Linked DNA regions of Mus musculus: regions 2, 3, 4, 5, 6 and 7 are each linked to region 1. A link is a contact called in public HiChIP or PLAC-seq and promoter capture Hi-C data. All regions are on one chromosome and are shown on one strand. The core of a region is the stretch at or near the end of the contact, and the rest is flanking DNA. Distances in the headings are between cores, read along the strand shown.

Region 1 (4,083 bases), core at 656-3,155:
ATCTGATGCCCTCTTCTGCATGCATGTAAGCAGAATACTATATACATGGGAGGCAGGGAGTATGAGAGGGAGGATGTCCTCAGACTTCAGGTCTTGGTGGGGACATATAAGGCCCCACGTGGGAACTGTTTGTGGATAAGTTATGGGCAGCAGTTATAGCTCAGTTGTTCTGAGACCTTCACTACTCGTGAGGTAACCCATCAGGCGTGGAGAGGAAGCCAAGATATGAGTGCCTGGCAAGTATGGTGGAAGGCTACATACAGAAGGGTATGGAACTGAACCAGCTCCACCATTGGTCTCTTTCACACAGTCAGAAAGCCCAAACTCAAACCAACTCAAGGCTGTTAATTCGGCCAGGTCATCTGTAATCAGGTCATCTCCAGCTTCCTGGTAATCGTGACTAGGACTCAGTCTCTGTTGTTTGTTGTTCCTTGTTTGTTTGTTTGTTTGTTTGTTTGGGATAGTCTCACATAGCCTAGGCTGGTTTCAGTTACTTAGCTGGTAATGACCTTGAACTCCTGATCTTCCTCTATCTACTTCCAAAGTAGATTTGACCTGCCACGCCCAGCCACCGAATGGTTTTGAAACCTTCTCTGGGAGGAAGGAGGCAGATAGATCCTCCGTGGAGACCATTTCCCTGAGCTTACTCTGTCAGGAATGGGTCTTCTGCCTGCAGACGGAGTTTCCCCAGAAGGAAAGGCGGCAAGAGGCTTTCCGTTCCCTGTGTTGCTCTTGGCCGAGTGTGTAGCCATAGACAAAGTAGGGTCCTGTGATGGTTTCAACCTGGCGCCCCAAGTTCAATGGCTTAAAACAGCAAGTCCCGGTTATTGGGAGCCTGAAATCTAATGTAAGCAGAGCCGTGCTCCCCACCTCTCCCCCACTGCCCCCAGGACTATGGGGCCATATCCTTCCTTGCCTCCCCTCCTTCTGAGCTTCCTGGCAATCCTTGAGGCTGTTTGGCTTGTACTTGTGTCGCGCTGACCTCAGCTTCCTACTCCACATGGCTGTCTTCCCTGTGCGACTACCCAACCGGCCATCTTGTAAGACCACTAATTACTGTATTTAGGGCCTACCCTAATCCAGTATGATCTCATCCGAACTAATTACCTTGTGAAGACTCTGTTTCTAAATAAGGTCACACTCTGAGCTCTCCCTAGTGGGCATGAACTTGGTGGAAGGGGGAAAAAAAAACAAGACACCACAGAAGCCTCTGAAACCCTCGGTTTCCTTGTCTGTAAAATGGCGATGGCATTATAGGATTAGAGACTGGCATAGCATAGTGTTGCATAAGTGCGCCTTTATTCTTTAACGTGATTAATCTTCTGTGACATTTTTCTTCTCCTATCAGTGCTGATATTTGAGTCCAGGATCTTTGGCATGCTTGGCGATCGTTCTACCTTTGGGCCACACCTAGCCCCTCTTTCTTACTTTACAGTGAGCCTAACCATTCACTCCTCAGCATCGATCCATTCAGGACTGGGCACTGTGCATGCAGCCTAGACTTCCTCAGAATTGGGAGCCAAGAAAGATTTTGGGAGGTGTCATAAGTTAGCGGAGTCTGAAGGAAGACGACTTTAGCCTGTAAAATGTCCTGGCAGGAGCATTGAGGGCAGAGAAAGGGCAGGGGCAGGCACCAGCAAGGCAAGAATTTCTCTGCAGGGCAAATGGGGGCCTTTGAAGGGTTTTCCAGCGGGAGAGGAAAATGTTCCATTAAGGTAACAGCAGCCTTGCAAACCACTGGTGAGCAAGCGTCACCAGGTGATAGGAGTGGTGGGGGAGGGTACTAGGTGTGGCTTGGAGGAGGTCACAGATAACACCAATTGGAAGGGACCAGTGAAGAGGCAGGGGGTGGCTTCTGAAGGGCTGGACTCTGGCTTCTGTGGCTGGTAGAGGTTTGTGGAAGGTAGTTGCTTAGCTCAGGTTAGGACTTGTTGACCTTGGGCATCTGACACAGCGGGTGGCTCAGACTTGGACTCTATGTGCAATGTGATATAGCTCAGCATGGAAGATGTAAAGAGGAAGGGAGCTCTGGGTAAGCTGAGGACGGAGTGTAGGGAAATTGTTGGGCGGTTTAGGTACCAATTAAGTCGCAGGGAGGTTGTGGGTGGACAGGTGTGCTTGCTTGCCTTGTGGTCCAGGAGGCTGTGAGACACAAGTGAGTTAGTTGGCTTTCCTGCAGACTGTGGCATGTGATGGTAGGGGCGGGAGTGAGGAGACCAGGACATGGGTAAGACAGGGCTTCCCTCCCAGCCCCCCCTAGAGATGCCAGACAGCACAGATAATTACCAGGTGATACAATAAATGCCACCTGAGAAGGGGGGCGGGCAGGAAGGGGGGCAGAAGTGACTGCAGAGCTGGGAGTCAGAGCCAGGCTAACACTGAGGCTTTGAAGAGCTCTGGAGCCTTCTGAAGTCTGTCTGTTTCATCCAGTCCTCAAGCTCCCTTGATCCTCTCTGGAGAGGAAACCAAGGCCAGAAAGGGAAGGTTTCCCAGGTCCCCAGCTCTCAGGGAGGTCAGGCATGAAACCGGGAGCTATGGGGTGCACATTTCTGTTATTCTGCTGATGAATTCTGGAGTTGGACTTCACTCACCAGATGCTGAATGCTCCCAGGAATTAACAAGCTGACCATCCCGGAGGCCCACGCGCTTGGCTAAGTACAGGCTCCACTCACACCAAAGGCGAGTACTGGGATGGGGTGAACGGGCAGCACCAAAAAGCCAGGCTTGCGGGGGGGGGGGGCAGAAGGCAGAAAATCTGACCTTGCTGTGGTGTGGTCATTCAGAGAGTACTTCCTCAACACCGTTGGGTAACAGTGGCCCATTTACGGATTCTTCTGTCTGGTCATTGTGGTCTATGTGTGGTCAGGCACTCTATGCAGGTAGTCACAGGGCATGGGTGTCCCCTGCATCTGTGATCTGTGGCCTGGGATGATTAGAAGGGTCTGAGACCAGACCCATCCAAAATGAGCCGAAGGAGTCACAAGCTGGGGCTCGACGCTAGGGGAGAACTTGCCAGCTGCTTTTAGAGATGAAGAACTCCCCCCAAGGGTGGACTTTTCTAGGGTGTTGGAAAATCAGAGGGAAGGTTGAGAATCTGTGATCCTCACGTTCATTAAGCTGTTGTGACTTTGGATTTGAAGTCAGTTTCATCCCACCAGTTTACCAGGGGAGTCTCAGGGTTGCTGGCTTTCAGGGTGGGGAGGGAGATCCTGTCCCAAGAGAACCGGAGTGTGGGGAGGGAAGGACCCACCCATCTCAATTACTTGAACTGACTTCTGAGGTTTAGACTATCGACCTCAGCTGTGAACCTTACCCACTGGGGGTTCAAGCCCTGCCCAGAGCTTCCTGACATTCAGGTAAGTCAGTACTACCATGGGGTGTGGTTGGACTGTACGAAGAGAGTTTCAGGAAGTGGTTGGCTGAACCCCTCCCCAACCCACTAAGCTGCAACCCTCCAGCATTTGGTTTCCGGTACTGACAGCTCAAGTCTGGCTTTACTAGGACCGGGTTTTCTAAGATGGAGTGCGGGAAGATAAGCCCTTTGAAACAGGAAGTGCCTTGGGGACCACTGTGAACCCACTTCTCTGCAGGGGAGCTGGAGTAATTCCCCAAGCCACCCCCTAAATGTGTTCCTAAGTCTCCTGCCTGGCCAAGGTCCCCCCAGGGCATGAACTCCTAAAAGAGGAGTGACCTTAAGATGAAAGGAGCAGGTGGTGTAGCCCCGCCCTAGGCCACACTGTCCAGCAAAAGCTCTTGCAGAAATTAAACACACAGAGAGCCCCCGCTGGGCCAGTGTCCACACCAACACCCCTTCTCACAGCTGCCCTCTGCCCAGTTCCCCAGAGCAAACCAAGGAGCAAAGAGACACCCGCAAGGGTCTTAATGAGCAAGCCGGGGTTAATGGGTTACCCAGCATGGTGATATATTCACCAGCCTCACAGGGTTCTCAAAGTCCAGACTAGCCGAACTTTCAAGGTCTAGGCACGTAGGCTTTTCCAGCCCTGACACCTTAAGAGTTCAAGGGTGAGGCCAAGGGAAGTCAAGAGACCTCCTCCACACCACCCATGACTTGTCCGAAGCTGC
Region 2 (3,636 bases), core at 835-3,334, 310 kb after region 1:
ACCACACCCAGCTTTTTTTTTTTTCCTTCAGATAGGGTCTCATGGGTGGCTTCAAGCTCACTACGTTTGTAAGGAATGACCTTATGGGCTGGAGAGATGTCTCAATGCAGATAAGATCACTGACTGCTCTTCCAAAGGTCCTGAGTTCAAATTCAAGCAACCACAGGGTGGCTCACAACCATCCGTAATGAGATCTGACACCCTCTTCTTCTGGTGTGTCTAAAGACAGCTACAATGTACTTACATATAATAAAAAAAGAATGCCTTTACATATCTGATCCTCCTGCCTCCATCTCCCAAATGGTAGGATCACAGGTATGTGTGAGACAACACCATTTTATGGTGTGCTGGGGACTGAACCGAGGTTTTTGTGCATGTTAGCTAAGTCCTCTACCAACTGAGTAACATCCACAGCCCCTTTTTAAATTTTCTTTTAAAATATATTACTTGTGTGTGCCTATGTTTCTTTGGATCATGTAGTGTGTGGGTCTCTGTATGTGTGTATGTGTGAGTATGTGTGTATGTGTGAGTTGAGTGTGTGTATATGTGACTGTGTGTGAGTATATGTGTGTTGAGTGTGTGAGTGTGTGCAGATACTGTGAAGGCCAGAGCAAGGTGTCAGATCCCTCGGAGCTGGAGTTAGAGGCAGAGTTGTGAGAAGCCAACATGGATGTTGGTATCTTAACTCTGGTCCTCATGACACAGCAGCAAGAACCCTTAACTGCCAAGCAGTCTCCCTAGCTCCCACACCACTCCTTTTCTTCTCATGATAATCTTCCTAAGAACAGAAATCTTTATTTTGATAAAATCCAATTTATAAATTAAATTTTTATTATTCATCCATTCTTGTGTCTAGAAATATCTTTGCTTCTCCCTATATTATTCCAGAGATAATTTTCTCCTAAATATTTGGTGGTTTTAGCCTTTAAGTTTATTTCCGTGTGTGTGTGTGTGTGTGTGTGTGTGTGTGTGTGTATGTGTGTATATGTGTGTGTGGAGGTCAAAGGACAACTTTGTGATGATGGTCTGTCCTCTCTACCTTGACATGGATTCTGAAGACAGCTGCCAGATTTGCACAGACAATGGCTTTATCATGTTTTTCTGGTTTAGATTCACGTTTCTGTTGATCAATTTCAAATTAACTTATTAAATACATACACATGCCTGAGTATATGGCGGTGCTTACACACAACGGAAGAGCATGTCAGATCCCTGGAGTTGGAGTTATAAGCAGCTGTCAGCTTGGTGCTGGGGACCAAACTGTTGTCCTCTACAAGAGCAGCTGGCTATTAACCACAGAGCCATCTTTCCAGCCCCAGCTAACTTTTGTGTGTGGTATGAAGCAAAAGTTAAAGGTTTTTTTTTTTTTATTATTCTTTTTTTTTTCTAATGGATACCAGATAGACTATTAGACACCGTCTTTTCCACCATTAAATTATTTCAGCATCTAATCAAGAAGAATCAATTGGCCATTGCACATAAGGTAGTTGACTGACATTTGGCAGAAACCAGAAGTAAATGGATAGGGCAGTGGGTTCTCTGGAGAGAAACCTCTGCCCTTTGAGAACATAGAGATAGTATTAGGAAGAGGGGGACCTTGACAGGGTTTCCTGTGGATAAGATTAGCAGTCGCAGACAGTAATTCAGGGGTGATAGCCTTATCTGTTCCCATCCCAGCTCCCACATAATTGACACAAAGACCTATTAAGTTTATGAACAAGCTTTAATGTGACTGGGCAGATATTCATCTATTCTAACGCTGTAAGCGATCTACTTCCCAGCCACAGGCCCTGTGTGACTGGCAGTCTAACTCTTGCCCTGGTTTGCTCTGCTCCACGCGTGTCCTCAGTGGGAATCCCTCGGTGACCTTGCTTATCACTACTCCTGGTGGACCCTTTCTTTCTCCCTCTCTCCCTTTGGGACCCTCCCCTAAGATCGGAAGTCCTGCCTTCTCTGCTCGGTCATAGGCCGATCAACTCTTTATTAACCAATCAGAGATAATCGGGCAGCATTCTTTACACAGCGTGGAACCGGGAGATGATTCAATAGTCACGACAAGTCTGGACTGTAACCAGATCCCTTGGCACGGAAATCAGCATCTGAATACACAGTGCCCAAAGCCATCTCTCCTTCACCCGCACACCCCTCCCCCCCCAGCAGTGACGTGTTCTCAGGCTGCAGTGTTGAGGGATAGCAAGAAAGCCATTGTGTCTAATTGTGAAGTCTTTCAGAAGGCAAGCAACAGTCTTCCCTGTGTGGCCATCCTGCTTCTTTTAATGTCTGTCTGTTCTTATCTCTCACCTTTGGAAAAGCTTCTTATTATCCTTAATCATGTAGAGTAGGTAGGCACACAAGAGTGTAGGTGCTCATGTGCCAGAAGAGTTAGCTCCAGGATCCTACAGAGCCTCCATCCGCAGCCCAGATGTTTACCAGTATTGGCATCAGGGGAAGTACCACAAATAAAGCACTGCATGCTGACTGCTGGGATACACAGTCAGACCCTGTCTCAAAGAAACTAAATGACTGACAAATGCCAAGTGTTATATCCCAGGTATCAGCCAAATGACTATTTTGAGCATGGAATTTGTCCCTTTTCCAAAGGGTTTGGTTGGAAGAGGTCTTAGACAACGTAGTATCGGAAGACAGTTTCGGGATGTGTAAGGAAAGGCTGAAAGGACGGATCTCTCAGAACCTGACTCAGAGCCTCTGGCCATGGCTGAAGAGATTATATAATCACACGCAGAGAAGCCAGCTCCCTCTCTGTGCAGGGCATTCATCTGCCTTTCTCAGAGTTTGCTCTGCCCATTCATCAACAAAGCAGGGAGGGCGGCAAGAACAGACGATGCACGTGAACTCTGTAACCCGGGCTCCCTAAAGAATCTGCTATTCTACACAACTGTGTTAGGCAACTTTCTTTTACAGCAGCAAAATACCTGGAGGAATGGGGTGAGAAGCAGGCTCAGTTAACTACTGGATAGAATAGGAGCTATGCTGGATCCCTGCCATGGAGCTCAGACAGCAGTTTGACGTGATTGAAATAGGCACATGGGCTAAATTAGAAATTTACATTTCTTTTCTTTCACTCATCCAGGGAAAGACTGCCAGGTGTCATTGAAGGTTCAGACAACAGCCATTGCCTCCTTCCTTCCCTTTTGCAGGGAGAGCCCTACTTTTGTGTGAAACTGTCCCCCTACTCCCACAGGGCTTAGATGTATATCCCAATAGTTTAACCTAGCACTGGGGGGTCCTAATCACTCTGCTATAATTTGAATATTTGTATCTTCATAAAAATTCACTTTGAGGGGCTGGGGAGATGGCTCAGTGGTTAAGAGCACTGACTGCCCTTCCAAAGGTCCTGAGTTCAAGTCCCAGCAACCACATGGTGGCTCACAACCATCCATAACAAGATCTGACTCCCTCTCTTGGAGTGTCTGAAGACAGCTATTACATATAATAAACAAACAAACAAACAAACAAACAAATAAATCTTTTTTTAAAAATTCACTTTGAAACACAATCTTCGTGTTTCATAGCATGTAATAGCATAGCAGGGTCTTCAGAAATAGGTAAGCCATGGGGGCCCACCTTCTCAGATAGAAAAGGGCTGGAAGGAATTAGAGATCCCTTTTGTCATTT
Region 3 (3,966 bases), core at 1,086-3,585, 440 kb after region 1:
TAAACACCACCAGATACAAAGAAACAGACTAGTCCCAACTTAATAGTGTGGGTGATGTCAAAAGTCCAGTCTCTCCAACTTACTCTACCCAGAAAACAAACAGAAACATCTGATTTTAATGGCAGGCCTCATAGATGGAATAGATTCTAGTAGACATCCATAGTGCATTTCTTTCAAACACCAAAGAATATACATTCTCAGCAGGCAACCAAGCTTTCCCCCAAATAGGTCAGAACTACAACAGTAGTAGTCATAAAAATAAACACAAACAACTAAGGAAAAGCTACTAGTTAGGATTTTTTTTCCTTTGCAGGAGGAATATCTTCAAGTCATCACTGAGTGTTGGCTTTATTCACAGGTTTTTTGTTATAATCTTGCTCGCCGTCACCATTGTCTGGATCCCCATTATAGAAATGGCCCCCAATGAGATACTGTTCGAGTACATGCAGGTTCTTAAGAGCTGTCTGACCCCGAGCATGACTGCCGTCTTTCTGCTGGCTGTCTTTTGCAAGAGGGTGAACGAGCAGGTGGGTGTTCACGTGGAATGGTGGGAGGGGATGTCTTCATGCCGTAGATATCTTTACAAGATCGGCCTTAGCGATGTCTCTTGTGTATCAGGAGTTCACACGGGGCCATCATCTCTTCCCTGAGAGATGATCTCTTGCCCAGTAGGGTTGATCTAAACTCAATGTTGTGTGCAGGGAGGGAAAGGAATTTATCTCCTTTGTTTTCTTCCCTTTGTAAAACTTCTGTCCCTGCCAGACGAAGCTGCCCCCCCCCATTAAGCTTGTGGAAGTGATAAAAACCCCTCTGCTGCATAGATGCCTCTAGGAAACTGCCCCTCCATTGGCCTCTGTCCACAGAGAGAGCCCACACTTTGTATTAAATCACAGTGGTAGATTCCTTCACTGTCTCTGGGCTGAGACGATTATTCGAACTGTCTCTTCAGTTCCTCTTCAGACCAAAAAGAAAGAGAAAAAAAGACCCTCCCCACTTCCAAACCAAAGGTCCCAATGGATGGTTTATTTTATCAACAATCCTCCGTGTATAAACTGACGGCATGACCGCTCCAAGGTATAGCTGATGAAGAGAAGCTTTTACTATAGGCGTGAGAGAAAACAGCCAGAGGTATCAGAAAGAGTCCAGAACTGAGAGAGAAAGAAGTAGACTTGACATCGCCAGTGCAGAGAGGAGGGAGGGGTGGGGGAGAGGAGGGGGCGGGGAAGAGGGGGAGACAGAGACAGAGAGAGAAGAAAGTATAGTGAGAGAGTTAGGAGCAGAGTGGGGGAGGGGCACGGCAGGGATCTCAGGGTTATTAAGGAGAATGAGTCCGTTCAGGGAGGGACTCCATGGGCTGGTGAGGGTTTAAGGTAAGGCAGGAGATAGGATGTGAGATCCCCGCTATGGGTGCTGGGAACTGAATTTAGATCCTCCACAAAAGCAGCAAATGCTCTTAACAGGTGACGCTTTCTCTCCACCACCACCCCCCACCCCGCCCACATCCCTTCAAATACCCTGTGTTACTATTTTCCTGCATTCAAGCTCCTGTCTTACATCCACCCCAGCCCAAAAGAGTCCCTAGATTCGACCCCTGAGCCAGTATCTAGTCCTTGCCTTTATCGAGCAGACGATTAGGGTAAGAAGGAGGAGCATGCTAGCATGGACTCTGAAGTGTATAACAGGGACTTGTGATACAGAGGGAGTCCAGAGGCCAGCGTGAGCTTTGATGTGCTGATAGGCACCCCAAGTAGTCATATATCTATTCTGCTAGTGACTCCACTCCTTTTGGTAGAGGGACCAGCTTCATAGTTAACTGGGGAATGCAGTCTTTTCTATAACTGCCAGAAATCCTCTTCTAGTCTAGATTGAGCACATTTCTGGATGTTTGGACTGCCTTTCGGGAATTGGGATTTCCTTTAAAGGCATAATTAGCCTGAGTGTCTTATATTTCTTATTTTCTTTCTTTGTTTCTTTGTTTCTTTCTTTCTTTCTTTCTTTCTTTCTTTCTTTTGATTTATGTCTTAAACTTTCTTGTAACCCTGGACAGAATTGAGCAGCCTGGCCTTGCACAAGATCCCATGCACACACCCAAGGCCATTTGTGATCTGCCCCCCAACCCCCACACACACTTGTGTCAGATCCTTCCTTCTCCGTGGACAGCCCACAGTTCCAGGCTGCTCCAAACCGGTAACTGCTGAACTGTCTCCTACCCCCTCGACCCTTCTTCCTTCATGGACTACTTGCTTTGCCAGGAATATATTCTGGCTGCTCCACCTGGCAGAGATTCTCTCTAAGGCCCATCTGTCTCAGCTGCTCAGTTCCTTAGGCCACCTGCCAGGGCTGCCAGGCCACCCAGCTCACTAAGCCTTAATTTAGCAGCACAAATGTCAGGGGAGTAACCTGGGCCTCAGAGTGGCTTAGCTTTGTTCTCCTTGGAAAGGGATGGGCTGGAGGGGAGGTGGTCACAGAAGTCTACCTCTCTCTGCTGACAACAAAACTTGGGATATTGGGACACCCCCAAAGCTCGCCCACTGTCCCTGGCTCAAGGTTGCAGATATACTTACTGTATACACTTTCACGGTTGCCTCTGTTAACCTAAAGCATTTTGTCAGGCTCTCTCTCCTTCCCAGCTCTGCACAGTGTAATCATTTGCTTCCTTCCTATCTCCTTCAGGAAGTGACCCCTTTGGGTCCTTTGACCAGACGCAAAGCTTTTGTTCCCCCTCTGTAGGGATCCTGACTTACATCCACCCCCAGCCTGAAAGCATCTCTAGGTATGACGCCTGAGCCAATATCTAGTCCCTGCCTTTGTAGAGCAGTCAGACAATCTAATTGGGGGAAGGAGATGACATAAAGTGAGCTGACAAATCTTTGTGATGGTAACAGAGTATTTAAGAAGGGCTGTGAGGCAGGGTGGGGTGGGGTGGGATGGGTGGGAGAGATCAGTTCACTTGTTAAGAGCATTTCCTGCTTTTGCAGAGGACCCAAGTTCAGTTCCCAGCACTCACGTCGCGTATATCAAAACTGTCTGTGACCCCCAGCTTTAGGACTCCATGAGGCCTCTGGACATGCATGTGTGCAAACCTATACACAGGCACTGTCCTGGCTGGTTTCATGTCAACCTAACAGGAGCTGCTAGAGTCATCAGAGAGGAGGGAGCCTCGGTGGAGAAAATGCCTCTGTAAGATCAGGCTGTCGGCAAGCATCTAGGGCATTTTCTTTTTTCTTATTTTTAAAGATTTATTTATTTTATGTATATGAGTACACTGGAGCTGTCTTCAGGCACACCTGAAGAGGGCATCAGATCCAATTCCAGATGGTTGTGAGCCACCATGACCACATGCTGGGAATTGAACTCAGGACCTCTGGAAGAACAGTTAGTGTTCCTAACCACTGAGCCATTTCTCCAGCCTGGGCATTTTCTTAGTTAGTGATTGATGGGGAAGGGCCCAGCCCATTGTGGGTGGAGCCATCCCTGAGCTGGTGGTCCTGCGCTCTATAAGAAATCAGGCTGAGCAAACCATAGAGAACAAACCAGTAAGCAGCAGAGAAATGGTGTAGGGGGTAAGGCCTACATCAGCTCCTGCATCCAGGTTCCTGCCTTGTTTGAGTTCCGGTCCTGGTTTCCTTTGATGATAGGCTATGATGTGGAAATATAAGCCCAATAAGCCTTTTCCTCCCCAATTTGCTTTTAGTCGTGGTGTTTCATCATAACGATGGTAACTCTAACCAAGAAAGGCACATAACATAATTAAAAGTAATAAAAGATAAAATATTTTAAAAGGACTGTGAAGGATCATGAAGGTTACAGGGTGGGCTATGTGGGTGGACAAACAGGGACACAGCTCAGCGGGAGAAGGAACTGACCTGGAATCAAAGAAGTTCTAAGATGTGGGGACAATTCTAAGCAGGAAGAAGGGCAAGGGCAAGAACTCATGCCAAAAGTGAAGTGGGCATCTTTGGGATG
Region 4 (3,947 bases), core at 1,183-3,682, 350 kb before region 1:
TTCCAGAGGTACTGAGTTTAATTCCCAGCAACCACATGGTAGCTCACAACCATCTGTAATGAGATCTGATGCCCTCTTCTGGTGTGTCTGAAGATAGGGATAGTGTAGTCATATTCATAAAGTAAAAGAGAGAGAGAGAGAGAAAGAGAGAGAGAGAGAGAGAGAGAGAGAGAGAGAGAGAGAGAGAGAGAGAGAGGGAGGGAGAGGGAGAGAGAAGAGGAGCAGTGGCTAGCATGAGGAAATTATTGCTAGAGGGAGGAATTGGCAGAGGAAAGGTCCTTAGATTATCATTGACCTTTGAATCTTTTTTTTTTTAAACAATTCTAGGAACTATAGAAAATGGTTTGAAATGCACCTGATTTTTTTGTTTTTTGTTTTGGTTTTTTTTTTTTTTTTTTTTTTTTTTTTTTTTTTTTTTTGAGACAGGGTTTCTCTGTGTAGCCCTGGCTGTCCTGGAACTCACTTGGTAGACCAGGCTGGCCTCGAACTCAGAAATCCGCCTTCCTCTGCCTCCCAAGTGCTGGGATTAAAGGTGTGAGCCACTACCACCTGGCATGACATACCTTTTTGAACCTCAACTTTGGCCTCAAAAAATTACCACCTGGGTGGTATTTGGATTGAAATGGTTGAGTTGATTTTGAACTACAAATACCTAAACAGATGGAGAATTAATACCCACTTATTTATATTTGCTACGCAATGGAAGTCCAGGGTTCTGGATAACGTGGTAAGGCCTGTTTAAGTGCTAATCCTATTTGACCTCCATAAAAATTTATAACAGCATATGTTTTGTAGTGGGTAAACCAGAAAGCAAAGGGACTATTATGTAATGCATCCAAGGTTCAAAGCCAGGTTTTGTTTTTGTTTTTTTTTTTTTGGCTCAATGTACTAATGTATTGTGGCTCTGCTGGTTAAGAAGGAAGAATTAAAGATCAAGAGGTACAGTGTGATGCCATCTGTGTATTGAGGTAGTAAAATAGTGCATATCGTAATTTAAATATTTGCTTCTGTTCATAAATGATGTCAAGGGATATTGATATTGAGGAGTGGAAACTATGTGAGGAATTGTAGGGTACTGAATATGTTGAAATGGTGATTTTTGAATTTTGAGGCATGTAAATTTTCTTAGAAATGCATTCAGAGATATTTATTTATTTATTTAGGGGGGGGCTGGAGAGATGGTTAGGAGCACTGGCTTCTTCCAGAGCTCCTGAGTTCAGCTCCCAGCAACCTGTGTACACATGGTGGTTCACAACCATGTATAATGAGATCTGACATCCTCTTCTGGTGTGTCTGAAGACAACAACGGTGTACTCATATACATAAATATCCATATACAAAATCTTTAAATTTATTTATTTATTTATTTATTTATCTATTTGCTAATTTATTTGAGACAGGGTCTCACCATGTGGCAATGGCTGGCCTGGAATTGGCTATATAGACCACGTTGGCCTGGTACTCACAGAGATGATCCATCTTTGCCTCCTGAGTGCTGATATTAAAAGCATGTTCCACTATGCCCAGTGAATCAGAGATTAAATTCTTAAAAAGAAAACATCAAAGAATAATGTTCCGGCTAGGTCTTGTCAGTTTGATCTAAGTTACCATTATCTGGGAAGAGGAACTTCAGTTGAGAAAATGTCTTTGTTAGATTGCCTATATACAAATCTATAGGGCATTTTCTTGGTTAATGATTGATGTGGGAGAGGCCAGGCTCACCAGGATGTGGTGTGACCCCCTAGGGGATCCTGGATGATATAAGAAAGCAGGCTGAGCAAGGCATGAGGAGCAAACCAACAATCTGTGTTTCTCCAAAGCTTCTCTGCTTCAGTTCCTGCCTTCAGGTTCCTTTGAGTTCCTGCCCTGACTTCTCTCAGTGATGGTGTGTGACCTGGGAGTTGTAAGCCAAATAAACCCTTTCCTCCCCAGGTTGCTTTTGGTCATGGTGCTTTTATTATAGTAATAGAGCCATTTACAAATTTAAAAAGTAAAATAAAAACTACACAGGAATTACATAAGCTTATAGAACTCTTTAACTTTATAATGCTAGTGATCTTGTTCCCTTTAATGGGTGGAGTAGGGACCGGTGTTGCTCATGTGCTGGGAACATAATGGGTGCCTGGCATGTGCATTTTTCTCAACTGTCGGGTTCAGCACACTGTAAACATACATTTCAACCAGAGCGGACCTATTTGCCTTGGAGGAAAAACGAGAGACTAGGAGCACTTCCAGCACAAAAGACTGCAGTTATCTAGTTGCACCGCCGACTAGCACAGCGCGTGCGCGGTCCAGAACTCAGCGCGAAGAGGAGGTGTGACAGCTGGCGCCTGCGCAGTAGCAGCCCAGGGAGGCGCCGATCACGGCACATGCGCGGGGAGTAGAAGGGGGCGGCACCGGTGGATAAGGGGCGGGCGGAGGGCGGGAGCCGCAAGGGAGACAGGGCGGGCCGAGGGAGCGGCGCCGTGGGGTTGGCTGTTGCCCTGAGGCCGGACTCAACGGACCGGGCCGCGCCACCGGGCGAGCTCGCCGCCCGGCCCCAGCCCGGAGCCAGCGAGTGAGCGAGGCGGTGCCGCGCGGTAAGAGCCGGGGCAGGGTCTTCTCCGCTTGTGCCGCGGGCACGTTCGTCTCCTCAGCGCCGCCCGCGCGGCCAGGCCCGGGCGGCCCCGCAGACCCTGGCGGCCCCGCGCCTGCGCTGTCCCCCCTCGTCACCCCCCCCATCCCCAGCCATCCCGCGCCTGCGCCGTCTCCTGCCCGGGCGGACCTCACAGCTTGCCCCGCAGATCCCCCGGGAACCCAGGCTGGCGTGGTACCCAGCTGGCTGGGGGTCTCATCCCTGCGGAGAGGCTGGGTGCGACCCTGGTGCTTGTGTTCCCTGTGGTGTCGGGAGAGACCGGGCATTCATCCTAGTTCCTTGCCCTGGGCTGGGACAGGTTGCCTCCCCATCTGGTGCATTGAGGGTGGGGAGCAGGAGCGGAGGTCCCCCGAAGGCTGCGCCCTGCAGTGTTAGGACCTGGCTGTTGGAAGCTGGCAGTGTTCTTTATTCTTGAGACTTGGCTAATTATGTCAGATTGGATGTGGATGTTTCTGTGTGTTGTTGAAGAAATGCTGCATTTTCATTAGAGGCGTGTGTGTGTGTGTGTGCATTTTCATTAGAGGCTTGTGTGTGTGTGTGTGTGTGTGTGTGTGTGTGTGTGTGTGTGAGAGAGAGAGAGAGAGAGATAGAGAGAGAGAGAGATAGATAGATGGTGGCGATACCCCAGAGAACACTAGAAAAGAAATCGGTTTCTGGTGGGCTTAGCCGCCTAAAACCAAACAAAAATTTCTGTGATCATTCAAATGCAGGCATCCTTGATTTTTTGTTTTGTTTTGTTTTGGGTTTTTTTGTTGTTTGTTTTTTGTTTTGTTTTTGTTTTTGTTTTCACTCTCTTGAAGATCAGTCCTAAAGTGCGGCGGGGTGAGGGGGCACCCTTTGACTGTCATGACAGAGAATCGTAAAGTTTGGCCTACACCTGTAATCCCGAGGCCAAGGCTGGATGAGCTCCAACTGGGCTGCAGAGTAAGGCCTTGTCTCAAACTACAAACAAAAACAAAACAAAAAACAAATCGCGGAGCCCAGGAAGGCTTCTTGTCATTCAGGAAGCTAAATCTTGAGGTGAAATCAGCTGTGGACTACAGGCAACAACAGTTCTATCTAAAGGTTTGGAATGAGGCACCAGCGTTGTTGCATAGGCATTAAAGGCACCGTTCGGTTGGTCCTCTTTCAATATGTCAGGAATGGAAAGAGTTTGAAAAGCAATACGCCTGTGCTGAATTCTGTACAGACTCTTTTTTTTTTTTTTCTCTTGTCCTTTCCTTGTACTGGGATAATATAAGCAATTGACGATGGAAGTGTACTTGAGGGTTGAGTCGTATATGGATAACTTCACTCTCCCATCTTTGGTATT
Region 5 (3,698 bases), core at 424-2,923, 500 kb before region 1:
GAGCCACGCCCCCAGCGAGGATCAGGCTTTTTAACTTGCTCATTCTACCAAGGAAGTACTTCACTGTTGTGCTTCTGGGATGCCTGCTCTCTCTCTCTCTCTCTCTCTCTCTCTCTCTCTCTCTCTCTCTCTCTCTCTCTCTCTCTCTCTCTCTCTCTCTCTCTCTCTCTTTGTTTTTGTTTCAAAGCTCAGAAGTCAAGTCACCAGCAAAACTATTTCTTCTCTGCAATTGCGTTGTTTACTGCCTGCTGGGCAAGAGGTAGGCGGGGAAGGAAGGAACAAGAGATTAAAAATGTCTACAGAGGGCAGCAGCGAGCTGCACAGCGCTCACAGAGTTCCTGAGCGGGGCTCCAAAGACTCGCCAGCCCTACCAACGTTAACACAAACTGAACCCTACTAGGTGCAGACAACAGGCTGGATGGAAGCGAGTTCCAGGGCCGGAAAGAGAATCCCGGCCTAAGTCAGGGAGGCCCTGCTGATCTGGCTGCTGGCGCTGGGCTCTAATTCTCTAGAAAAGCATGATAACAGTTTATAACCAAGGAAATAACAGTTGTGGAAGCAGGTGTTCTGGTTTTATCTCAGAGCTCGGGGAAACTGAGGCACGGAGATGGGAGAAGTGGTCAAAATTGAAGCTGTTCTTCAGCTGCCAAATCCTATTGCCTTTCACCTCACCCAGCAGGCTGGCCTGGGTTTCATTTTGTATTCTGGAGAGTTCCTGCAGAGAGCATCTCTGCTAAGTGCCTCAGATCCCTAAGCTTCGTTGGGAGCCATTAAAGATTTCCTGTCTTCCACCAGCTCTGTTGCTGAGAAGGAGGTGTGCGATCCTTTCACAGAAAGAAAAAGACCCCGAAAATACTACATTGGCCTCCAGAGGTCAAAAGTCATTACTCAGGAAGGGAGATACGTTGACCGAACAGATGGGGAGACATTCCTAAGTTATCATTCAGTGTAAGGAGTCCGGTGACAACTGAGTGGCCATTGTGAAGCTTCATCACCCACCTCCAGCACCAGAGGTTCACTGGCTAGCACCCGGGCTGTTGGCTTGCACCGTTGACCTGCCCCGGTTGATTTCTCAATAGTTTGGGCCCTGCTGGGTGTTCATTGGTGCGGTCAGCACCGAGGTTGGTGGATGCAGAAAAGAGGAAACAGGCATGAGAGTCTCCGTGGTGAAAGGATCGCTTCGAATCACCCGGTCTGGGGCGCCTCTGTGTACAGAAGGGGATCAGACCGGTTAGCAGCCGTCCCGGGTCCGATTTAAGGACCCAACGCTCTTCCCGCGGCGCGGCCCCTTTAAGAGGCGCGCCCAGCCCCGTCAGCCGCTCCGCGGCCACCGCCCCCCGGTCCTCCCCTTCCTGCAGCGCTGAGTGCGGGCCGGGGCGGGAGTGCGGCGAGAGCTGGCCGTGTCGAGCGGAGCGCCTGCCCGGAAAGCTGCGGAGCGGGGCGGGGCGGCGCGGGAACCGGAGGCGAGGAGCCCGCGGGGCTGCGGCCGTGGGCCGGCGGTGGGCCTGCTCTGCGGAGGACGGCTCCCGCCGCCGCCGCGCGCGCTGCGGAGCCCCGCACACAATAGCGGCGTGCGCAACCCCGCGCCCTTCCCCCCGCCCGCGCGCGCCCCCCACCCCCAGCCGCCGCCGCCGAGCCTCCCACCTCACCTGCGGCCCCCGGGGGCGGGCATTGTTCGCCGCCGCATCCGCGGGGCCATGGGAGCCACCGGGCTCCCCAGCCCGGGCCCGGTGAGAACGCCGCGCCGCCGCTGAGCCGGACTCCGGGCGCGCAGCTCGGCGGCGCAGGTGAGCCGGCCGCGCCATGGTGGACTCGGTGGGCTTCGCCGAGGCGTGGAGGGCGCAGTTCCCGGACTCGGAGCCGCCGCGCATGGAGCTGCGCTCGGTGGGTGACATCGAGCAGGAGCTGGAGCGCTGCAAGGCCTCCATTAGGCGCTTGGAGCAGGAGGTGAACCAGGAGCGCTTCCGCATGATCTACCTGCAGACGCTGCTGGCCAAGGAGAAGAAGAGCTACGATCGGCAGCGCTGGGGCTTCCGCCGTGCAGCGCAGCCCCCCGACGGCGCCGCCGAGCCCCGAGCGTCCGCCCCGCGCCCGCCGCCCGCGCCCGCCGACGGCGCAGACCCGGCGCCCGTCGAGGAGTCCGAGGCGCGGCCGGACGGAGAGGGGTCACCGAGTAAGGGGCGGTCAGCGTCCGCCCGCAGGCCAGCGGCTGCTGCATCGGCGGACCGGGACGACCGAGGGCCCCCCACCAGCGTGGCGGCGCTCAGATCCAACTTCGAGAAGATCCGCAAGGGACCTGCCCAGCCCGGCTCTGCCGACGCCGAGAAGCCCTTCTACGTGAACGTCGAGTTCCACCACGAGCGCGGCCTGGTGAAGGTCAACGACAAAGAGGTGTCCGACCGAATCAGTTCCCTGGGCAGCCAGGCCATGCAAATGGAGCGCAAGAAGTCCCAGCAGAGCGCCGGGCAGGGCCTGGGGGAAGCACCCAGACCCCATTACCGTGGGCGCTCCTCGGAAAGCAGTTGCGGCCTTGACGGTGACTATGAGGATGCAGAGTTGAATCCCCGCTTCCTGAAGGACAACCTAATAAATGCCAACGGCGGCAACAGGCCCCCTTGGCCGCCCCTGGAGTACCAACCCTACCAGAGCATCTATGTCGGAGGCATGATGGTGGAAGGGGAGGGCAAGAGCCCTCTCCTGCGAAGCCAGAGCACTTCAGAGCAGGAGAAACGCCTAACCTGGCCTCGCAGGTCCTACTCGCCTCGGAGTTTCGAGGACAGCGGAGGTGGCTACACGCCGGACTGCAGCTCCAACGAGAACCTCACCTCCAGCGAGGAGGACTTTTCCTCTGGCCAGTCCAGCCGCGTGTCACCAAGCCCCACCACCTACCGCATGTTCCGGGACAAGAGCCGCTCACCCTCGCAGAATTCGCAGCAGTCCTTTGACAGCAGCAGCCCCCCGACGCCACAGTGCCAGAAGCGGCACCGGCAGTGCCAGGTTGTGGTGTCTGAGGCTACCATCGTGGGTGTCCGCAAGACTGGGCAGATCTGGCCCAGTGATGGGGACAGCACCTTTCAAGGGGAAGCAGGTGAGTGCCTTGTGTGGGCATACTTGGACCTGTTCTGGACTCTTGAAGTAGATTGGCATGGGAGAAAATGGGTACTTTTTGGAGTGATTTTCAAGTGCTTTTGTGCCTCTTTGGCCCTGCGCCTGAACTGACTCCACCCCCTTCTTCCTGAAGGGGAATGGATGGGGGTGGGGGAATAGAAGGGAATGGCTGGTGGTGTGCTCTCTTGGGTCTAGATCTAGAGCAAGGTGGGTTTTGCGGAAGTATTGGGAAAGAGATGGCCACGTGCCCTCTCCAAGCTGGACCACAAAGTCGGTCATCTCTGCCACCTGGATTAACTCCTTGAGTGGGGCGCGGGGGGGGGGTGTGTGAGGGGGAGAAGGTGATCTGTGCAGGCTCTCCACAACCCGCCACCTGGTTGTTCTGGTCTTGGAGTGGTAATATGACACGTTGGGGGAACCCAAGATGTGCAAGCTGCCTGAGGGCTTAGATGTGTCAGATTCACTTGTCAGCCAGTGAGCAGGTGAGGAAAGGAAGCAGAAGTTGTGACTCAGTGGGCTACTGAAAAGCAAGAGGTTGAAGATCTTACGTGAGGTAATCCCACACCATCCTGACTGATTTGGCTTGGACA
Region 6 (3,930 bases), core at 1,296-3,795, 380 kb after region 1:
CTCGGTACTCAGTACCCATCTTAAATGACTATCTCGGGACTCAGTACCCATCTTAAATGACTATCTCGGGACTCAGTATGCAGCAAGTACTCAGAACAGTACTGTAGAAGCAAGCAGCATCTGCAGAGCTCATTCACATATGGGGTATTGTGTGAGAATGGAACACAACCTAGCCGCTCTAAGTGTGAAGGCGGTGACACCCAGAGCCAGACTCTGGAAGGAAAGCCACGGAGGACCAGAGGGCTTCAGGCTCTGAGAGTTGCCATTTCCTGCTCAGTTCTCAGTCTCAGGTGGCCTGACCCTTCCTTCCACCTGAGATTAAGTCGTCAGAAAACAAAAACCAACCAACCAAACTCACTCGACACCAATAAGAATGTGCTTGAGCCGGGCGTGGTGGTCACATGTTTGATCCCAGCACTCAAGGTGAGAGGCAGGAGGAATTTTTGAAGTTTCACTAGTCCTGGTTGAAGAGTAGGCAGATCCTGGGTGTTTAACTAAGAAGAGAAGGGGGATAGATAATAACTGCAATGCATGTGTGATAAATCACACACAGCTATGAGAATGAACTCTATATTTCTGCACACATATGGATGATTTGTTATTGTTTTGAGGCAGGGACTCATTGTATAGCCTTGACTGTCTTGAGACTTATTAGGTAGCTCAGGCTAGCCTCTAACTCAGAGAGCCTCCTGCTTCACTGGGATTAAAAAGCTTGTGCCAGTGTCCCCCACCCTTAGCCCCACCTCCCTTCTCTTCTCTCTCTTGCTCTGGCCCCCACTTACCCCAGTTTTTTACTTTGTTTCTCATTAAGGGTGGTTGTGAGCCACCATGTGGTTGCTGGGATTTGAACTCATGACCTCCAGAAGAACAGTCTGTGCGCTTAACCGCCGAGCCATCTTTCCAGCCCACATGGATGGGTCTTAATGTTGTATGAAAGAAGCAAACATGAACAACACATACACACATTCTACTTAGAGTAAAATCTCTACACAAACAAAATTAATCTACTATGACAGATCCCAGAATGATGGTTCCGTTGGAGCTTGTGTTGGTCAGTTTTCTATCACTAGGACAACTACCTGAGGTGACCAGCTTATAGTGAGGGAAGGTTAGTTTTACCTCATAGGTTTGGGATGTCAGTCTATGGCACCATTGCTTCTGGGCCAGTGGCAAGGCAGCACATCATAACAGCATCGTGACGGAGAGTATGATGTGGGGCAAAGTCAGGGTAGGCCAGGTAGCAAGAGAGATCTGTGGTCCTTCTACACCTTAAAGGGAGTGGTCTTATTGATCTAAAGATGCCCCCACTGGGCCTATATCCCCAACATCGTCAAGCTGGAAACACTTGGGTGTTTTTCTCTCTGTCACAGCATCGGATGCCCATTAGAGATGGTTGCAAGGCACCATGTGGTTGCTGGGAATTGAACTCAGGACCTCTGGAAGAGCAGTCAGTGCTCTTAACCACTGTGCCATCTCTCCAGCCCAACACTTGGGTCTTTGTGAGGACATTCTAGAGCAGTGATCCTCAACCTTTCTAATGCAGCCACCCTTTAGTATCACCTCATGTTGTCATGAACCCCCAACCATAAAATCATAACTACATCATACCTGTAATTTTGCTACTGCTATGAACTGTTTTCTGATAGTATTGGGCAAAAGCGACCCCTTTCACGCAACCCTGAAAGAGGTCCAGACCCACAGTTTGAGAACTGCTGTTCTAGACCCAGACTATACCAGGGGTAGTGTATTAGTCAGGAGTCTTTAGAGTCACAAAACTTATGGAATGTCTCTCTATATTGAGGGAATTTATTGGAACGACTTACAGTCTGTAGTCCAACTAACCCAACAATGGTCAGCTGTGGATGGGAAGTCCATGGACCTGGTAGTTGCTCAGTCCCACTAGGGTAGCTATTTCAGCTGGCCTTCTGTATAAGCTGGAAGCCTGAAGTAGGCTCCAACAGATGTGCTGGCCAGTAAGTGCAAGCAGGTGAAGAGAGTGAGCCTTCCTTCTTCCAATGTCCGTATGGAGGCCTCCAGCAGAAGGTGTGGCCCAGATTAAAGATGTGTACCACCATGCCTGGATCTGGGACTTGCTTGTCCCAGGCTGACGCAGAGGTCTCCTTGCCTCAGTCTCCTGGGATTAACAGCGTGTACTACCTTGCCTGGGCCTAAGCTCTCCATGGCCACTATGGCCTCAAGATCTCTGAGCCAAATCCAGGTCAGAAATGTGTGTCTTCCAGCCACAAGATCTGAATCACAGGTGTGCCCTCCAATTCTGGATCATAGTTCATTTCAGATATAGTCAGTTGACCACCAGAAATAGTCATTACAGGTAGATATACACTAGGAAAGGGTATGAGAGGCTGTCTGGGGAATGCCAACTTCCTGCAAATGGATGTGAAGGGCTCTGATCTCCTGCTGGCTGAGATGCCAGGACATTTGGAAGATAGGGCCTGACCCTGGCCCCAGACACATGTGTCGTCCTTCAGTCAGTGGGCTGATTTGCATGCTCTATTGTGGTCCAGAGACTTCCCCATCCCTGTACTACAAGCATCCGGAGCACAGTACTGCAGAACTCTAGGTCGGCCTTTCTGCTTCTGGCCATGGCCTGCCCTGGTTGCCTGCCTCTGCTCCTGATAGGAACCTTTGTGGCAGGTACGGCACATCCAGGAACGAGGTGGGGGTTGGCACCAGCTCAGGGAAACTCATGCAAAGAAGTGAATCAACAGGGTAAGGGGGGTGGATCCTAGGAGAGGCATTGGGGTAGAGCAGAGAGCCGGCTGTAGGCAACTCTGTCCAGGACTAGGGGAAAGCCACTTTCCGTGTGGACCTTAGCTTCCCAATTTGTGGGTCTGCTTAGACTGTGGTCCTTCAGCGTCTCTGAGGAGAGGGCAACTTCTTGCCTTTGTTTCTCAGAGAGGAGGCTAATAAAGATGGGCAGCCCCCTGCTCCACAGATCCTTTAAGGCAATCCTCTGTGGCCAGCAGTTTGAAAGTCAAGGATGACAGTTAAGCATTCTGAGAGGTCTGGAGGGCAGTTACTTTGTAGCTGAGGTTGAGTTATTAGATTGAGGGGTAAGGGTAGAGAGAAGGAGGGTAGTAGGTACTAGGGGGACCTAGAAGGTCACACTTGAACACTAGGCTCTCAACTGAACATGGATTCTTGGAGACAGGACAGTAATGCTAATTTAGGGGTCACTTATTCACAAGCCCCCATTCACAGAGGAAACCGGAACGGTAGATGGAGCAAACTATGTCTCACAGAACCATCCAGGGCACTAGGCTCTGAAAAATATTTGGGAGTGGGAATCTTTGCAGTCTGATAAAATATTTGTAGCAAGGTAGGAAGGAGCCCAGGCTAGCCCTTAGTGGGTCTGTGTCTTTTTCAGTCTTTCAGCCAACTCTGACCCAGCCTGACGCGTTCTCAGTCTTCCCAGGCCAAGACGCTCATCTCAGCTGCACCATCAATTCCCAGCATGCCACCGCTGGAGATATTGGGGTGTCGTGGTACCAGCAGCAGCCAGGAAGTGCTCCCCATCTTCTCTACTATTACGCAGAAGAGGAACACTATCGGCCCGCTGACATCCCCGACAGATTCTCAGCTACCGTGGATGCAGCCCACAACGCCTGTATCCTCACCATCAGCCCCGTGCTCCCGGAGGATGATGCCGATTACTTCTGTTCCATCGCCCACACCTTTGAACCCTAGGGCTGGGTTGAACATCTTCTGTCTCCTAGGTCTGCCCCCTGACCTTGGGCCTCCTCTTTTTCTCTTAAGTCTTGCTTTCTTTCCTTCCTCTGTGAAATGAGTTAATAACACTCGACGGGTCAACCACTGTCCTGAGAACTGTGAGATCCTGTGTAAACAAATAAATAAAATAAATGTCAAATTGGAGGATGTGGAGGTTGGGATTTTGATGATTGTTGTCTA
Region 7 (4,171 bases), core at 692-3,191, 330 kb after region 1:
TGTGAGCCACCATGTGGTTGCTGGGAATTGAACTCAGGACCTCTGGAAGAGCAGCCAGTGCTCTAAACCGCGGAGCCATCTCTCCAGTCCCTCGGACGTTTCTTTTTAAGAAGTAACATGGCTGGGGATGTAGCTCAATGACAGGCTGTCTGCCTAGCATGTGCAAGGTTCTGGGATCCATCACCAGCATCATAGCATATATTAAAATAAAAGGACTTAGCTAGGCTTGGCAGCACCTGCCTGTAATCCCAGCACCGTGAGTATCAGGCAGGTCTGTGAGTTCAAGGCCATCTGTGTGGATGGAGTCCCCATCTCAATAAACAAACAAACATAGCAATAAAATACACACATCATAAAATCTGTCCCAACCGTATACAAGCATATAGCTTACAGGCTGCTCACATTTTGTGCAACCATCAGCATTCGTTCGTACGACTTTCCATTTTCCAAACAAAAGCTCTGCGCCTATTCAACAGTAGTACTCCATTTCCCTTCCTAAGTAGGTGGGCTGCAGTACTTGTCTAGTTAGTTAGCTAGTTAGTTAGTTTTGTTTTAGACAGGGTTTCTCTGTGTAGCCCTGGCTGTCCTCGAACTCACTTTATAGACCAGGCTAGCCATGAACTCAGAAATCTGCCTGCCTCTGCCTCCCAAGTGCTGGGATTAAAGGTATATGACACCATGCCTGGCAAACGTTTCTCTTTAAGTTCTTCTGGGTAGACTTGCTAAGGGGTACAATGGTAATTCTATGTTTTAAGTTTTATTTGAATAAAATGAAATCAGTATTTTAGCTTTCTGAGACAGCGTTTGGTTTTGTATCTCAGGTATCATGATCAGAACTCACTATCCTGCCTCCAATTTCCTCGTCTGATAATTGTATATTTATTTATTTAGAGATGACATTTCGCTATGTAATCCTTGCTGGCCTGGAACGCTGTTGACGAGACTGGCCTCGGACCCTCAGAGATCTCCCCGCCTCTGCCTTTGGAGTGTTGGGAATGAAGGCGAGCTCCACTCCACCCAGTGGTCGTCTTGCTTTCTACATTTGAGCACCGCATTTACTGTTCCCCATAGAAGCTGAGTCATTTTAAATCCCCACAAAAAAAACGCAAGAAAAACGTGTACTTTTTCATAACCTGGACAGTGCACGTTACTGTTTTGTTTGTATAACCTTTTAGTGAGCACAGGGATCTTTTAGAAGTGACAGTTAAATGTCACCTCTTCAAATAGGCTTCACAGGTCACCTTACTTACCGTGGAGGTGAGTCTCAGGCATTATTTTCCATCGAGGAGCTTTTCTAGGTTGCGCGGTATCAAACTGTCTGGACCATGATAGACAGTGTCTTTTGTTGGCTACAGGATCCCCAGCATTTATCAGAATGTTCGACACACAGTAGGTCCTCAATAAATGATTGACTAATGGCATTTTTCTCTTTTACCAAGTTTCAAGTCCTTCTCCAATCTGCCCACTTACTCCTGCATGGCTCAGAACCCTCAACCTGGTCCTCCCCGCAGCGTACACCCAGGAAGGTCAGGACTGGAGCCAGCAAGTGATAACTGGATTCTAGAGTTTTACAGAATGTCACCAGAAAGCCGGAGGTTGGCCTGAGGCCTGTTCAGCATCTCGGCCCGCCCCATTTCTCGATTCTTTGTGCCTCTTTTCATAGCCCCGCCCCCGTGGCAATCTCGTGGGTCCTTGCTATTGGTTCTTTTCTAGATGCTGTCAAACGATTGGCCACAACACCTCCCACGCCTCCATAGCAGCCACAACAACCGCCACGTGCTCTACCGTGGGACTTCCCCATTGGCTAGCCGCCTCGGATACACCTGGCCGTCCCGCTTCCTCTTCCCATTGGCTTTCCAGTCCCCAGGCTCGGCTCCTCGGACGCTGATTGGCCCCCAGAGAGCGAGGCGGGGCTTGGGGGCGGGTAAAGAGAGCGGGTTTGCCAGCGCGCGCGCTAAGGATTTTTCGATGGCTGGGCAGAGGCTGGCGGCGGGCTTCCTGCAGGTGCCCGCGGTGACACGCGCCTACACCGCGGCCTGCGTCCTCACCACGGCCGCAGTGGTGAGCGGGCCGGGCGGGCGTGGCGGCACCATGGTTACAGTCCCCGGTGGGTTAGGGATGTCGCCTGCTTCCCGGGGCTTACACTGCCTCCTGTCCCACAGCAGCTGGAGCTCCTCAGCCCCTTCCAGCTCTACTTCAACCCGCACCTGGTGTTCCGGAAGTTCCAGGTGAGGCGGCCTTGACCCAGGCGCCTGGCAGCCAGGACCCTGCCCTCCATCCCCGCGCCTCACCGCCACCCCCACCTCTTTGCAGGTCTGGAGGCTCATCACCACCTTCCTCTTCTTCGGGCCCCTGGGATTCGGCTTCTTTTTCAACATGCTCTTCGTGTATCCTGGGCCACCTTGGCGGGGGCTGGGGGTGGAGTGAGCCCGGGATGGGGGTTATGCTGGGGTGGTGACGGGGGAAACTGAGGCCCAGTCGACGTGGCACTTCCTATGCCAGTGTTGCAGGTTCCGCTACTGCCGCATGCTGGAGGAGGGTTCTTTCCGTGGCCGCAAGGCTGACTTCGTTTTCATGTTTCTCTTCGGTGGTGTTCTTATGACTGTATCCTTCTGTATGTTCAGTATTATTGGACCAAAGAGTCGCCTTCTTATCTGTCGTGACCCAGACTAGGAGGGACAGGCATTCGGAGCCTGGCAGCCATTTAGCTTAGGTGCCCCAGCTAGTTCTTCAGTGTCCCTGAACAGCACAACAGGGAGATATAGGGCAGTCTGGTAGACTACCAAGGCTCTGAAACATGGATGCAAGAGCCAGAAGGAGCAGGCACGGGAACTGATGGGGCCTGGGTACCTGGAAATCACAGAAAGGGGTTCTCAAATCTCTGGAATACACCAGGGATATGAGGGAACCCGTGGAAAGGGTCAGAGGCACTGTGGGCAGCAGACTGCTCCAGGAAGCCTTGACTCTTGGTCCAGCTGCTGGGATTCCTGGGCAGCCTGTTTTTCCTGGGACAGGCCCTCATGGCCATGCTGGTCTATGTATGGAGCCGTCGCAGCCCTCACGTGAGGGTCAACTTCTTCGGCTTACTCAACTTCCAGGCACCATTCCTGCCCTGGGCCCTCATGGGCTTCTCGCTGCTGCTGGGCAACTCGGTTGTCACAGACCTGTTAGGTGAGCTGGCCCACCGTTGCCACTCACCCCCAGGCCTGCTGCTCCCAGGGAGCCAGCTCATACATCCCTTCCCCGGCTCCTCCCAACCCCTCATCTTCTCCTAACTTCTTGTTCGTTATTAATGCCCCTCAAGCAATCCAGCTGGACCACAGGATTTGCATCTGCAGTTGACCTTCTGAACTGAGTTGGTCTGCCTGGGGGTGGTTACAGTTTCTGCTTCCTGGCTCCTACTCCCCCAGTGTTCTCAAGCTCCTAGTTCCTCCCCTCGTCCGCTTATGGGCCCCTTTAAGCCTGTCTTTCAAGGCCAGTTCTGATCTTATTCTGCCAGATAGCAGGGTACTTGGGCTCTGGAACCTGGGGTTACCCTGGGCTGTGAAAGATGGCTTCTGGCAGCCTTTGGCTCTCTCACAGGGATCCTTGTGGGCCACATCTACTACTTCCTAGAAGACGTCTTTCCCAACCAGCCCGGAGGCAAGAGACTGCTGCTGACCCCCAGCGTGTTGTGAGTGTTGGACATCGGTTCCCCCACGGCCCCTTCCGTGCCAATCTACCTACTCCACAGGGAGGGGGATGACCTGTGTTTGCTGCAGTGCTCAGTGTAACTGTCCCCTCCCCACAGGAAGCTGCTACTAGATGACCCTCAGGAAGACCCCGATTACCTGCCCCTTCCCGAAGAGCAGCCAGAGCTCTAACTGCAGCTCCTGGAGCAGGAAGCCCACTCTGACAGCACTCTATCCTTCCCTCCACCTCAGCTCCAGCTGAGCAGCCCACCTCGGCCAGCAACACCCTCCACTTCCCTGTACCATCTCTGCTCAGCGGTAATGACAGGACACAGGGCCCAGAGAGGTCCCGGACTGCCTGCAGATGCTGAGCAGAGTTCTGAACTAGGTACCCACAGGCCTCACCTTCACATTGCCTATGCCTCCATGGAGACCTCAGCCCAGTCAACAGGAATCCCACCGTGGTGCCTCTGGGCTGATGCCACCCCCTAGCCTGTCTT

What was found. Promoter capture Hi-C pulls out the DNA fragments that hold promoters and counts their contacts. HiChIP or PLAC-seq counts read pairs in DNA pulled down with a chosen protein or histone mark. Capture Hi-C pulls out chosen DNA fragments and counts their contacts.
Region 2: a contact with region 1 is called in an H3K4me3 HiChIP or PLAC-seq map of embryonic stem cells, with 14 read pairs. The contact joins the enhancer-like site here to the promoter of Ggt1 in region 1. A contact is called at or near these places in 10 of 39 promoter capture datasets (the C10 cell line, the HPC-7 cell line, Sertoli cells and 7 more), 1 of 484 Hi-C or Micro-C datasets (neurons), 10 of 115 datasets of contacts at active chromatin or transcription factors (embryonic forebrain, embryonic hindbrain, embryonic stem cells and 5 more) and 5 of 9 other capture datasets (adipose tissue, embryonic stem cells, liver and 2 more).
Region 3: a promoter capture Hi-C map of embryonic stem cells shows a contact between it and region 1, with 2.1 times the contacts expected there. The contact joins the enhancer-like site here to the promoter of Ggt1 in region 1. A contact is called at or near these places in 14 of 39 promoter capture datasets (the 3T3-L1 cell line, 3T3-L1-derived adipocytes, the C10 cell line and 9 more), 1 of 115 datasets of contacts at active chromatin or transcription factors (large pre-B cells) and 3 of 9 other capture datasets (adipose tissue, liver and pancreatic islet).
Region 4: a contact with region 1 is called in a promoter capture Hi-C map of neutrophils, with 4 times the contacts expected there. The contact joins the promoter of Specc1l here to the promoter of Ggt1 in region 1. A contact is called at or near these places in 7 of 39 promoter capture datasets (the C10 cell line, cranial neural crest, frontonasal cranial neural crest and 4 more) and 2 of 115 datasets of contacts at active chromatin or transcription factors (effector CD8 T cells and memory CD8 T cells).
Region 5: a contact with region 1 is called in a promoter capture Hi-C map of pre-B cells, with 2.6 times the contacts expected there. The contact joins the promoter of Bcr here to the promoter of Ggt1 in region 1. A contact is called at or near these places in 5 of 39 promoter capture datasets (the 3T3-L1 cell line, the HPC-7 cell line, hippocampal neurons and 2 more), 1 of 115 datasets of contacts at active chromatin or transcription factors (memory CD8 T cells) and 1 of 9 other capture datasets (liver).
Region 6: a contact with region 1 is called in an H3K27ac HiChIP or PLAC-seq map of embryonic stem cells, with 4 times the contacts expected there. The contact joins the promoter of Vpreb3 here to the promoter of Ggt1 in region 1. A contact is called at or near these places in 20 of 39 promoter capture datasets (the 3T3-L1 cell line, 3T3-L1-derived adipocytes, the C10 cell line and 14 more), 2 of 15 datasets of contacts at CTCF or cohesin (embryonic stem cells and large pre-B cells), 9 of 484 Hi-C or Micro-C datasets (the P5424 cell line, bone marrow-derived macrophages, cochlea and 5 more), 24 of 115 datasets of contacts at active chromatin or transcription factors (acute myeloid leukemia, astrocytes, bone marrow-derived dendritic cells and 13 more) and 4 of 9 other capture datasets (adipose tissue, liver, macrophages and 1 more).
Region 7: a contact with region 1 is called in a promoter capture Hi-C map of liver, with 2.9 times the contacts expected there. The contact joins the promoter of Derl3 here to the promoter of Ggt1 in region 1. A contact is called at or near these places in 2 of 39 promoter capture datasets (the HPC-7 cell line and embryonic stem cells), 1 of 484 Hi-C or Micro-C datasets (embryonic stem cells), 4 of 115 datasets of contacts at active chromatin or transcription factors (effector CD8 T cells, embryonic hindbrain, embryonic stem cells and 1 more) and 5 of 9 other capture datasets (adipose tissue, embryonic stem cells, liver and 2 more).

What each region holds. Positions count from the first base shown.
Region 1 is chr10:75,562,227-75,566,309 of GRCm38.p6, forward strand. Ggt1 (gamma-glutamyltransferase 1) reads left to right here and starts at 1,906. Exons shown (of 15, transcript NM_001379537.1): 1 at 1,906-2,032; 2 at 2,595-2,679.
Region 2 is chr10:75,870,982-75,874,617 of GRCm38.p6, forward strand. No RefSeq gene overlaps it. Among named protein-coding and RNA genes, the nearest start is that of Gm40697, 12 kb to the left of the region's middle. Within about 2 kb of position 2,085, at least 258 of the 459 cell types and tissues checked have an H3K27ac peak or open chromatin away from gene starts, as enhancers often do. A contact at or near this core is called in the HPC-7 cell line, Sertoli cells, adipose tissue and 12 more, where this site is marked.
Region 3 is chr10:76,000,031-76,003,996 of GRCm38.p6, forward strand. Gm5134 (predicted gene 5134) reads left to right here. Exons shown (of 14, transcript NM_198635.3): 11 at 359-527. Among named protein-coding and RNA genes, the nearest start is that of Mir6409, 6.9 kb to the right of the region's middle. Within about 2 kb of position 2,336, at least 13 of the 459 cell types and tissues checked have an H3K27ac peak or open chromatin away from gene starts, as enhancers often do. A contact at or near this core is called in embryonic stem cells, where this site is marked.
Region 4 is chr10:75,209,641-75,213,587 of GRCm38.p6, forward strand. It overlaps Specc1l (sperm antigen with calponin homology and coiled-coil domains 1-like), which reads left to right and starts at 2,433. Exons shown (of 16, transcript NM_153406.3): 1 at 2,433-2,579.
Region 5 is chr10:75,059,223-75,062,920 of GRCm38.p6, forward strand. Bcr (BCR activator of RhoGEF and GTPase) reads left to right here and starts at 1,674. Exons shown (of 23, transcript NM_001081412.2): 1 at 1,674-3,088. The coding sequence starts at 1,804.
Region 6 is chr10:75,945,755-75,949,684 of GRCm38.p6, forward strand. Vpreb3 (pre-B lymphocyte gene 3) reads left to right here and starts at 2,546. Exons shown (of 2, transcript NM_009514.5): 1 at 2,546-2,655; 2 at 3,389-3,903. The coding sequence starts at 2,604. The coding sequence ends at 3,708. It also overlaps the pseudogene Gm16221.
Region 7 is chr10:75,891,457-75,895,627 of GRCm38.p6, forward strand. It overlaps Derl3 (Der1-like domain family, member 3), which reads left to right and starts at 1,942. Exons shown (of 7, transcript NM_024440.2): 1 at 1,942-2,061; 2 at 2,163-2,228; 3 at 2,314-2,387; 4 at 2,511-2,604; 5 at 2,976-3,171; 6 at 3,583-3,673; 7 at 3,791-4,171. The coding sequence starts at 1,969. The coding sequence ends at 3,863.